2 separate regions of the Anas platyrhynchos genome follow, and region 1 is linked to region 2. The links are chromatin contacts, called in public Hi-C maps. All regions are on one chromosome and are shown on one strand. The core of a region is the stretch at or near the end of the contact, and the rest is flanking DNA. Distances in the headings are between cores, read along the strand shown.

Evidence for each region. Hi-C and Micro-C count contacts between places; a contact is called where the count stands out from the background.
Region 1: a Hi-C map of subcutaneous adipose tissue shows a contact between it and region 2, with 1.8 times the contacts expected there. The contact joins the enhancer-like site here to the promoter of FAM53A in region 2. A contact is called at or near these places in 2 of 8 Hi-C or Micro-C datasets (F5 follicle and subcutaneous adipose tissue).

What each region holds. Positions count from the first base shown.
Region 1 is chr4:72,265,359-72,271,264 of IASCAAS_PekinDuck_T2T, reverse strand. It overlaps FAM53A (family with sequence similarity 53 member A), which reads right to left. Exons shown (of 5, transcript XM_027455707.3): 5 at 2,545-3,741. The coding sequence ends at 3,418. Among named protein-coding and RNA genes, the nearest start is that of FAM53A, 69 kb to the right of the region's middle. Within about 2 kb of position 2,419, at least 1 of the 8 cell types and tissues checked has an H3K27ac peak or open chromatin away from gene starts, as enhancers often do. A contact at or near this core is called in subcutaneous adipose tissue, where this site is marked.
Region 2 is chr4:72,197,529-72,203,355 of IASCAAS_PekinDuck_T2T, reverse strand. It overlaps FAM53A (family with sequence similarity 53 member A), which reads right to left and starts at 3,661. Exons shown (of 5, transcript XM_027455707.3): 1 at 3,503-3,661.

The sequences.
Region 1 (5,906 bases), core at 1,170-3,669, 69 kb before region 2:
ACACTGGATTTGTGCAGTCGTTCGACCCCATCTAAATTTAGTGCCTTGCTGAAAAGGATCTTGTCTTTCCCTATCTCCTCCCTGTTGCAACCATTTCTGCAAGTTGCCAAGACTATTTTGAATTCTAATGCTATCTTATCTCTCACATCTGTCCAGCTTCCTGTTGACTGCAAATTTAACAAGCATGCTACTTTGTTAGCCCGGTTGCTAATAAAAATGAGAGATAAGTGACCTAGAGTAACTCCCACAGCCTGTGCAGAAGTCTGCTGTTCTGACACCGGCTGCGAGATGGAAGGAAACCACTCCCAGACCCAAGCTGCTCACAGCCTAGCTCAGCCACTACCAAATACAATTCAATCTCTGAAACCATGTTTTCCCTTTTTGCAAACTGCCTTCTTTAGTTGCCCAAAACAGCCCCTCGGTTTTATCCTGTAATCTAGTGCAAGAGAAGTGCCAAATTCACCATCCATTAATTTCTTTTGGAGCAGGTCTTGATATCTTGCGTATGATGCAAGGCCAAAGCCTGCCCCAGCTGAAATAACTTCTAACCAGTAATTCCTTTTACTCTTGGTTCTCATGTGGGATTACATTAGGGGCTAGAGACGAAGTGCACAGATTCCTTTCAGCCAACTTCTTCATTTTCTGTGTTCCTGCACAGCTGTTCAACTACTTATTTTCCTGTCACCAACTAATAAGAGCCTGAACTAGATAATTACTACTTCCTACTTTCACAAAACTTGTTCTTCAGTATCTAAAACCACTCCTTTCTGTCTGTGTCTATGAAAGGGCTATTTAGAGTTTTAACAGCTGGCTGCCATGGGACTGGAGCCCTGTGTTACCATAAGCAAACACATCTGTACTTTAACTTGGGAAACCCCTTCCGACCCAAGTATGGGGGTAGGAATGTGGCTTTGTGTTGAGTGAAAACAATGCACCTACAGAAGGGAACTGCAGAACCCTGCCTTTGAGGCTGGAGAAGTGAATTTGAGATCTCATAATTCAGAGCTAGAGTATTATCTGCTCTATTCTTGGCTTTGCTTTATCACCGTCTTCGTAACAGCTGCAGTTCCTGCTAAAGCTTTTTTCCCCCCCTCTCCCTCGACAAAGTACATCTTACCTCCTTTTATTCATGCCCTTTGAGGTATTTTCTTCTTTTACTTCTTCCAGGAGAGCTTGTCTTCCTTGGAGGAAGAGCCAAACGGATTGCCACGCTAGTTTTCTCATTCCATGCCATTACAGCTTTAACTGTTCAAGCAGGCAAATTGGCTTTTAAGTGATCCCAGTTGTACAATTGGCCTTCACTACAATCCTACTTTAAAGCTGATTCAATTTTACTTACCTCTATTGCTCAATTAAGAAAAATACAAAGAAGTGTAGCTCTGCAACTAGTAATTGCAGCCTCGGCAGGAGCTTGGTAGCCCCATTACCCATGATGACAGATCACCACCACACTGCAGTGCATCTCCCACCTATCCACAAGGAAAAACAGCTGCACCTCATTCAGCATTTCTTGAAACCTGATCTTTAGAGTGCAAAACCAGTGATTTTCAGTTGCATATAGTTCTTAATAGCTTGTGCATGTATATATAGCACCACCTGCATGATCTCTGCTACAGAGGAGCAAATACCTATGTGTGATGCACATTTAACAGGAGCTTCTGAAGGAAATGAAGGCTTTGTTCTGGTACCATCTCCTTTATTTACGCTGCTAGAAAAAGGAGGATGACTTTGTGCTGCTGCAGTGAGCAGCTTCACTATCTCCCACGCAATGTATATTAACACATCAAGAACCTAACAAGTCTTTTCAGTGTTCTTGCACCTCCCTATGCATGCATACCAGCATCGGTATCACAGACCACTGCTGCTCTTTGTGGTAGATACAGTAGGAGTCATAAAGGCAATAAAAACATTTAGAGCTTCTTACTGGTTATCCAAGCTTTTAAAGTTGTGTATAGATAGTAAGTTATATAAGCTGGTTCAGTAATTACAGACCAATTCTTTTTTATGACCAAAGGCTGACCTAATCACAAGGCTGGAGCCTGGGTCACACCTTGCTCAGCCTCAATATACTCTTTTCTCATATAATCATGCTGTTAGGTGACTTGGAACGTTGCTGTATTTTGGTTTTATGGTACAAGTTACCATAGGGAGCTGGCTGATTTAAGCAGACCAACATGATGCACTGAAATGCCATAATCTAAGCCTGTCCATTTCTATCCAATTTAAAAACTCCATTTTGAAATTAATTTACTCCTTGACCAGGAAAATCCCTATTCCGTCTGAACTAACGGAGTAAGTATGTGTTGCAATAGCCTGCAATGAATACAATATTACATTAGAGATAATTATGGTGTATGTAATCACTGAGACACTTCTGGGATCCAGCATGAATTATTCCCCAGCTCCCCAGACTAACTTGACTTCACTTCCTTTTCAGATGACCAGAAGTCTGTCCTCCACCCAGCTCTGCACATAAACACCACACTGCAGAATATGCCCCAGATTATAGATTTTCCTCAAGTAAAATTCATCAACAGACACAAGTGCAAAGCAAAATGTCATTTTATTTAATTCAAGGACTATTTTCCTTCTAGTATTGCTGAAGGGATCACCTCCTGGGGAATTGATCATTACAAAGTCCCTGTCTAAAAGTTCAAGTGCTCTTGTTGTACATTCTTTTGAACCACAGAAAACATAATGACCAAGTAGGTGGGCAGCTACTTGCAGTTTTATCCCACCTAAATTAGCATTGCTTCAGGCTAGAAAACAATTCAAGTAGTAAAATCATGGAAAATGTTAACCTTTAAGGTTACTACCATATTTTGATCAAAAAGTCCTGAATGTATGAAAAGAACATTTGTACATGTTATGAACTTTTTTTTTAACCAGACGCTGTCAAAGATGGCAGTTAAGTGTTTTGGACCAGTTGTCAACCAGGTATTTAAGAGTTCTGTCTGAAGGTTTATTACCAATTTCATTATGTAATTCACTTTTCACATTAAGCTCTTTAACAAAAGCAACATATACCCGCACCAGAATCACTGTAGACAGATTTAGTTTTATAGAATGCCCTTCTGAAAATTCATTTCAAAATAGAGATGCTTTTTCTCCAGAACTGTAAAAGCCATAAAAATGCAAAATATCTGTTAGGAAATTTTATAATCAAAATTATTCCTTAATGTTCAAAATAACATTTAACCTCCTACTTTTTTTTTGTTGTTGTTGTTGTCATCCACATATTGATCAATAGACTAAACAGGTAACAATGGTTTACGTTTTTCCCCCACCTGAAACATTTCTAACACAGGCCCAAGATAGGCAATACAGAAATTCAGGGACATGGATTATGCATGGCAAAGGTAATCCTCTATCATTTTAATTTAGAACAACTCTGATTCTAGCACACAACTTTGAGTCTCAGTTGTTTTCAATCTGCTCTAGGTCCAAGTCCCCACAGTCTAGAGGAAAGATGCCCTCTTCAGTGCTCTCACAATCACTTGTGTCCTCATCGCTTTCACATACTGCAGCTGCTTTCTTATAATCCCTTGTTTTGAAGCTACCTTGGCATGACCCATGATGCCTTACTTCATCCAGCTGTTCTTTCATCGGACTGGAACCAGGGGTGATGATGTTCATAAGATCATTTGAGTCACATGGGGATGACACAATTGTCTTCATTTGTGTGTCATCATCGTCATCTTCATAATCAAGGGAGCAAAGACTTTTGGAATTTTTTAAAGTCTGCAAGTGAAAAAACATGAGTAAGTTAACAATGATTGCACAGGAGGAGCAGAATAAGTTCTCCAAGTTCTTGAATGGGTTAAGGGTATGTACACAAGTTTAGAAAGGCATACATGTTTAAAATTACAGTGGAAACAATGTGGAGAATGAAGAAAAAGGAAGAAAGGCATCTACTTAATAAACAGTTTGGTTTTGCACAGATGTTTTGCCAATGTAGATTCAAGTTAGCGACAAAAATTAGCAGTCCCCTTCTTTCTAAAAAAGATTAAAAACCTACCTTTACTCAACTAAATAAGGATCAACAAGCATCCGATCTGATATATCAACTCTCCAGCAAACCCAGAGCATACCAGTTGGTAACATAAGCATTTAGGTCAAACAGTTGCACTGCAGCCTAGTCAACAATTAATTTCTCAAAGTTCCCAAATGTGCAGATAACGAGCTCCCTGGCCTCACCTCGGTGACACAAGAGCCTGCAACAAGGCAGCTGGCACATTTCGGTAACCTCAAAACAGGGGAAAGCCAAGCTCCTGCTGGAAACATCTTGCTCCAGAGACAGCTTAAGTTGTTCAAGTGGTACCCAGAAATAAGACACGCTCAGGAATTTGAGAGCTGTTTAAATGAGTATATTAAAAAATAAAGGGGGTGCTCACCTTGACTTAAAAGAGAAAACCTCAGTGTGCTACCTCTGCCCCTCAGATACAGGAATAAAGTGCCTGAGCTCCTCACGCAACTGAAATGGATGCTTGATGAGAATCCAAAAGCTGCAATTAACAGCAAGGCCATACAGAAAGCAGAAGCTGGTTTTTAGTCTGTGCAAAACTTCTGAATTCTGTCTCTTGAACGCACACAGTGAGCAGAAATAGCCACAAAGGGCTTCTTTCTGAAGCAGTAAGAGCCTGGAGAATCATGTTGTGGGGGCTCTCGATATTGTACTGGTTAAGTGCCTCCAGTCTTGCATGCACACAGTGATTATTTATTACACCCAGATCCACAGGGAACAAAATCAACTGTTCACACCCATTTTCAACTTCCCCCCTTAGTTTGTCATTTCTTAGGTATTTTATATTTGTTAATATATTTGTATGAAATAGGAACACTGCAGCACTCATGATGTGTTATGAACCAGATGCTTTTCCAGAGCACTGGAAAATTTTTCTACTCCACCAGTGCATATTAGCAGCCACATGAGCAGCTTACCAGATCTGTTCAGTGGCTTTTAAACAAAACTTCATGAACTCAGAGGAAATCTACAGACATTGGCCTGCCTTGCCTGTATATGACTATCCATATATCCCTACATTCAGTCTACATAGAAAAATTATTTGAGGGAAAACTCAGGTAACAGTGAAAAGCAACACACTTGAGTTCTGGAATTCACAGTCCAGCCAGGCTGAGGAACGAACAAGACTTGTAAGGGAGGTGGTTCACCATCTCTGGAGCCTCTCCATAGCTGGGGCACTGCAGCAGTATTCCCCAAGGCTGCACCAAATGCAAACACTTCAGTGTTATGCTCTTTGTTACTGCCCTGAGGTTTGTTATGCCTATAGGGTACACCACTCTTGCTCAAAGAGCTCTGCTACCTTATAATTTGTAGTAGATCTCTTGTTAGGTTTAAGGCCAGAAGGATCTGAGGGATAGCAGTGTGCCTGGGCAGACAGAAACAAGACTTCATTTAGGAGCTGGTTTATGCAATTCCAGGAATTGCATCCAAAGATCAACCTTCAGGGGGAAAAAAAAAAGACTGATCACAGTTCCACCAGGAGGAATTCACTGAAGTGTTGGCCTTCATCAAAACCCACATCCTATTTCAGATGTTTCAGATGTAACAAAATTGATAACCTTGCATAAGCAAAAAGCTTTACACAGCCACGTTCCCCTCCCCTGTTTTATATACCAAAAAACAGCTTTGGTATAACACACATTGCTGTTTTCAGAACACATTTTGACATAGCTCACTTGCAGCTTATGCAAGCACAAACATTTGAGCTCCTTTTTATGACTAAGAGGTGTGAATTTCTCATATTTACTTAAAAGCAAACCAGCATATTTTGAAGTAGAAAGTGTTAAAGGATATTCTAATCTTATCTCATTGCTCTGAAAAAGAGAATACATTTCCTGTTGTGCATCTCCGCATAGGGGACAGTATTTCTAGTCCTTTAAAT
Region 2 (5,827 bases), core at 2,412-4,911:
CGTAGCATTAAGTGATGGCCTGCATTTCAATAAAATATAACCAAGTACAAACAGCAGACAGCCAATTATATATTTTTTATATAATCCAGTAAGTTTTCTTTATATAAAGTAACTTGAAGACTTTATGCATTTTAAAGCACGATCTTCAACTGTTTGCATAAAGAAATATTGCTGTCAGTAAACCAACGGCCGTAACCCAGATCACACATGCAGCAACAACCTGGCCTACTACCTCACCCCAGCCTGTCAATTAGCAGAAGCAGGGCCTTCAGAAGGCATCTCTGCCCACTACAATGCATTAAGTCACGAGTTTCTTGCCAGCTTGTCGATGACATCATTTTCCCAAAATGACTGAAACACAAAAAACAGCACATGTAGTAAAATAAAAAAGGCAATATTAAAGTGATGACAGTTAGCTTGATTTTAGGTTTTTCTATACTTGCAGAGTACTGCATTATCCAGCCATATCACAGAAAAAAATGTAAAATAGGTCTAGAGTTAAAAACATAGCCCCCACCTCCCTTTTGAGAGCAACTGAAACTCCTTAAAGAAGGCCATTTTCTGAAAAATTGACTGGTTTTATACAGACTCTTCCTCACTGGATTGCAGTATTTCACTGATGGCACAGATCTCGTTAGCCACATCTAGTGAAGTTGTGAATGGCTACCTCTCAGGCATGCAGTCGATCAATTCAAACAACTTACCTGCCAGGAAGCACACTACACTGACTCCAGGTAGCTGATTTCCTAGCCTTGAATTTCCTCCCCGCAATTAAAGAGGAGAAGGCTACCTACCATTCACTCATTCAGGACTGTTCCTAAAGCCCTTCACAGCTTTGGGGTTGCCACCTCCCAGTAAGCTTTTATTCTAGGTTATGTGAATAATAGGGGTTGCAGCTATAGCAAACAGGAATTTCTTAAGTCTTCTACCAAAATACAAACTTAAATATAATTTTTTAAGTTTCTGTAGGTTGTACAAGACTAAAGACTAGGTCCTATGAGCATTTTAGCTCCAAGATAATTCTTACATTAACTAGAGATCTCAAGAATGTAATCTAAAAATAGCCCAACGAGTTTATTTTACAGAAATAAAGTTTCAAACAAGCAAAGACTTTTCCTAAGAAAAGCTCAACTTGTATGCTTGCAGACAAGAAGGAAATTCACTATTGCCAGGAGGCAAAACTGCTGTGTATATTACCACCTCCAAACTATGCAAGAAGAAATGAAAACCACAACATAAATACTAATACTTTCCCTTAAAGGTTTAATAAGGCTTCTTAATGCTATTTAAGAAGGCTCAAAGCAAAAGCAGAAAGGACAAATTCTTAAAACAAAAACTCAGAGCCAGTAACAAAAAAGTGTAGGGGCAAAGAAAAAAGAATCATGTTTGGAAAGTTTTAAGTACACATGTTTCTAAAGGGAATAATCTATCAAACCACAGGAGGTGACTAGAACTGCCATCATCACTGCTAGCACAAAGGAATGTAGATTGGGGGGAGGCAATAGAGGAAGGGGGAGAAAGAAGAGGGAAGGGAAAAAGGGCAAGGAACTAAAAAAGGGAGCTACAATAATGGTTACCAGACTCCCAAGGAATTCCTATAGGAAAAGAATAAATCCTAGACAGAGAAATAAAACCACCCAAAATAAAACAGCTAATGCAATATATTGAAAAATCCCTCAATAAAGTTAGGCTTTCAGTTTATTTGCCCACCACATTTTCATAAATTTAGTTTTATGCCATACACTAAGCTTCCAAAAGCTAACTCAAATGTTGCAAATACAAACAGTTCTTCTTCCAGCCTCCTCCTCCTTCCCAATCACAGCAGCCTGCACAACACAGCTTTCAAGAGGAAATAGGGAAGTTTAACTACCCCAAATGTAAAATATCCCCATATAATGATTTAATCAGCTTGAATTCTTCCACTTAAGAGACAATAACTAGGGGTTACACACTGGCAGGTACAGGCCGCTAGAGGACAGACAGATTGCCCCAGCACAAGATATCCTCTCAGGATATCATTAGGGGGATCCTGCAGATCAGTATTTTAAGTTTGTCTAACAGCCAGCTTGCACTTCTATGCGATGAAGAGCAGTTACTGACACAAATGAGAGAAGATTAAAAATATTGGACTGAGAGCATTTTGCAGAAATTCAGCATAAATGAGTAGCAAAGTGATTTTTTTAGTTTGGAATTCAATGCTAACCATATGGAAACCACCTCATGCAGAACTACCTGAGACATGTTTTAGCTCCCTATACATACCGACCTCCTGCCTCCCTGGAGATGTCTGCCAGGTGTTCTCAGCAACCCCATAACTGTACAGATACAATCACAATCTCTCCTGCCCTGATTATGAGCCCTGCACCTCCTGTAACAGCAGATCTCAAGTCACGCACCGCGATAGGAAAGTTCTTTTTTTTTTTTTTTTTTGCCTTTCAGGAAACGCTGCCCTCCAGATTTCATAACCCTGTCTCGAAGCGCGCAGCCTATTCACAATTAAAACCCACAGAAGAAATATTTCAGCTTGCCACAACATACAGAAACTTCCTGCTCCTTGCCAAAAAAGCCTGCGATGGAAACATTTCTCTAGCAGCCCGCATCGGAGGCAAGGCGAGGGCTGCAATAACTGTTCTAATTTTAATGTAAGCACAGCGGACCAGAAAATAGACGTGACCAGCTGGCTCAGCTCATCCCCGGGCCTTGGCGTTGCAAGTCGGTGCCTTATCAGGGCTGATTTGGGCTCGTGAGAAGACCCCAAAAGTTGGGGTGCTGTGAGAGGGGTTTCGGTGAGGGCTGCTTTTGGGGTGCGTGGTTTGGCTGCAGGGAAAGGGCTCAGCCCCAAAAGCCCTGCCACAAGGGTGATGCTAAGGGGTGCCGGGGGTCACCTGCACCACCCAGCCCCTCTGCTTTTTGGGGGATCTCCCCCCATAAAAGCCAAAATTTCCCCCAAATCGGTTAAATCCAGGCCTCCTTGCGGGCCGTGCAGGCAACGGGGCCGTTGCTGGAGCCCAACTGCCCGAACAAAGCCGCGCTGCTGCCCGGGCAAGGGCTGGCATGGCACAAAGAGGCGATTTAGCGGCAGATCTCAGGAATTAGTTTATTTTGTTTTAAAACCTTCGAGGCCACAGATCGGGCATCGTGGCGCTGGGGGTTAGGGGGGGGTACCCGTGATGGTTGAGGTGCGGGGACACCCAGAGGGGGGTCCGCACCCCCACCACGAAGGAGCCCTGCACATCCACATTAACCTTATTAATTAATTTGTTAATTATTTTATTTATTTCTTTTTAATTTTTGGCTTTTCTACCCCCCTCCCCCCCCCTCAACACCATGAAGCAGCCGAGGCCTCGCCACCCAGCCCCCTTCCCCCCCCCGAGCTCCAGGCAGCCCCCAGCCCTAACCCCAACGGCCGTCAACGGCCGGCTGCGACCGTTAACGGCCACCAAGGGCTGCACCCCCAGGGCCCCCCCCGGCCGCCGCTCCGGTTCCCCCCTGCAGCCGGTACCTGCGCCCGACCGCGCCGCCTCCCCTCCGCCTCTGGCCCGAGCTCCTCAATGGCAATTGAACAAAACACAGCTGGCCCCGCCCCCTCCCGCCGCCCGCCCGCTCCCATTGGTTGCCGCGCCCGCCCGCGGACCTTTCACCCGCCCTGCCATAGGGCGGCGAGGCGCGGCGGCCCCGCCCACACAGGGGCTGCTCTGCGGAGCGAGGCGGGGAGTGCGCACGCGGACTACAGCTCCCAGGAGGCCTTGCGGCGGCGCGGTTCCCTTCTCTCATTGGCTGAGCCGCTGAGGAGGGGGGAGACCCATTACGTCATCGCGGCCCCGGATAGAGCCGCAAGGAGGGCGCGCGTGGCGCAGCGAAGCCTGGCCGGGCGTTCTGCGCATGCGCAATGTGGAGGGGCGGGGCGGGCACAGCCGGCCCCGTCATGGCGGCGGGGCCGGGCCCTGGGCAGGAGGGGCGGCTCCTGAGGCGGCCCCGGGGGGGCGCAGCCGGGGCTGGGCGGGCACGGAGGGAGCGGGCCGGGCACCGCGAGGCTCCCCCCGCTTTTATTTCGGCTCCTTCCCGGCGGTGGTGCCGCGTAACGTGGGGCTACACCGCCCTCTGCCTGCCCCCCTCAGGCGGGCAGCCCGCTGAGGCACCTCAGGTGCGCGTCCCGCGGGGGGTCGGGAGGGGTGCCATGTTCTGCCGCCTCTCAAAATGGAGGCTAAAAATAAAAAATAAAATAAAATAAATCGCGTTATTCTCCAAATATATATATATATATATGTTCCTGTGGGAGTTTTTTTCAGAAGCAGCCGTGAGTCAGGCGCAGCGAGGCAGCGGAATGTGTTTGGGCAGCGCTTGTCAGGGCAGGGCCTGCTCGGTGCCTCCTAATCCCCAGCGCTGTGAGGAGCCCAGCCCCGATTCACTGCTGCCTACAGGCCTAACGCCGCTGCGTTACGGGCGTGTGGTAACCATTAACAAGCTCTTTGCATCCCTTTAACAAGCAGCTGTTATTTCAGCCTTCCACAGCCTGTCCTTGGGTTTTTGCATGTTGCACTTCGCTTCCACACCTTTCCTTTAACACAGAAGTTTCCCCGTTCATCTCGTTATCCTGTAAGATTTCAATGAATTACAAGACCATGCAGCAGCAAGTATCTTGAGTTTAGCAAAGCAGAGTCCAGATCAAAACTCTGTAACGGGGACATCCTTATTTCAGCTTGGCTATCTTCCAGGCTTTCAAATTTTAACCCTAGAAGACTAATACCTTAAAACTAATCTTACTTCAAACATTATTACCATTTTTCTACCTGTTTTTTGTCACTAACATGCATTTTTAACACCATATATAACCCCTACAGTACCCATTTTCTTGAAAACGTGTGCATATTTATTCTGATAAACCTGAAGATGAAATCGTTTCGGATAGTTTACCAGAATACCTTTCACAAATTATACACTGAATACTTAATTTAGTGTATTAGTTCTCTGGAAGATCAACGCCTATCTCTCTTTAGAAAGATCTTGCAAGTGATTAAAGGTACACAGATTTTTTTCCCATCGTTCAGTCCTGGTTCTTAAAATACTTTCTGGTTGTGCTCATTTTGCTTCTGGCCTTGTTGTCAATTCTGGTACATGGGAAATTGTAGTTCATCTGTTTCATCATCCTATCCATATCTTTGGCAGGGATTTGGCTCCATTCTGTAATCAGTTTTGTACACAGAATTCCCCATTGAAAACAAATTATCCCTGAAGTATTTCATTGCTAAATCCTTATCTAAACTTAGAATTAACAGTTTAGTTTTTAAAAATTGTCATAATTTTATCTTTCACAACCATTATAACCAAGTTTTTCACTGGGGTTTAACAGCTGAGGTGAGAGATTTTGATGTAAAGTTGATTTTCCCTTACCTACATGTTTAAACATTTTCATAGTTGCTATAGTTAAGCCACAATTTCTTTCCTCCAGCCTCCTGCACTATTTCTGCTGTAAGTAATGTAAAACTAGAGGGAACTTCATACTTCTGAAGCTCAACTGCTTCTTGATTGCAACAGTTTACTTACAACCATCCCTGTGGCCATGGGGGAGGCATGTGAAAGGGTTTACAGCTGCATTCCCCCAGCAGTGAGCTCTCAACTTCCACAGGCTAGAGACTTCCAACCAACATAAGAACCTCACAGTAATTAAATTACCTTATGGAGTAGATAACTCTTTGGTCTCCTCCTGTAATGCTCCCCTGTAATTTCTCCCCTGATTCCTTTTATCACCCTCCATTCTTTTCTCTAACTTTATCAGATTTTTTTTCCATTCCGACAATGGCTTATACTCTGTTCTTTTGGGGTGGAG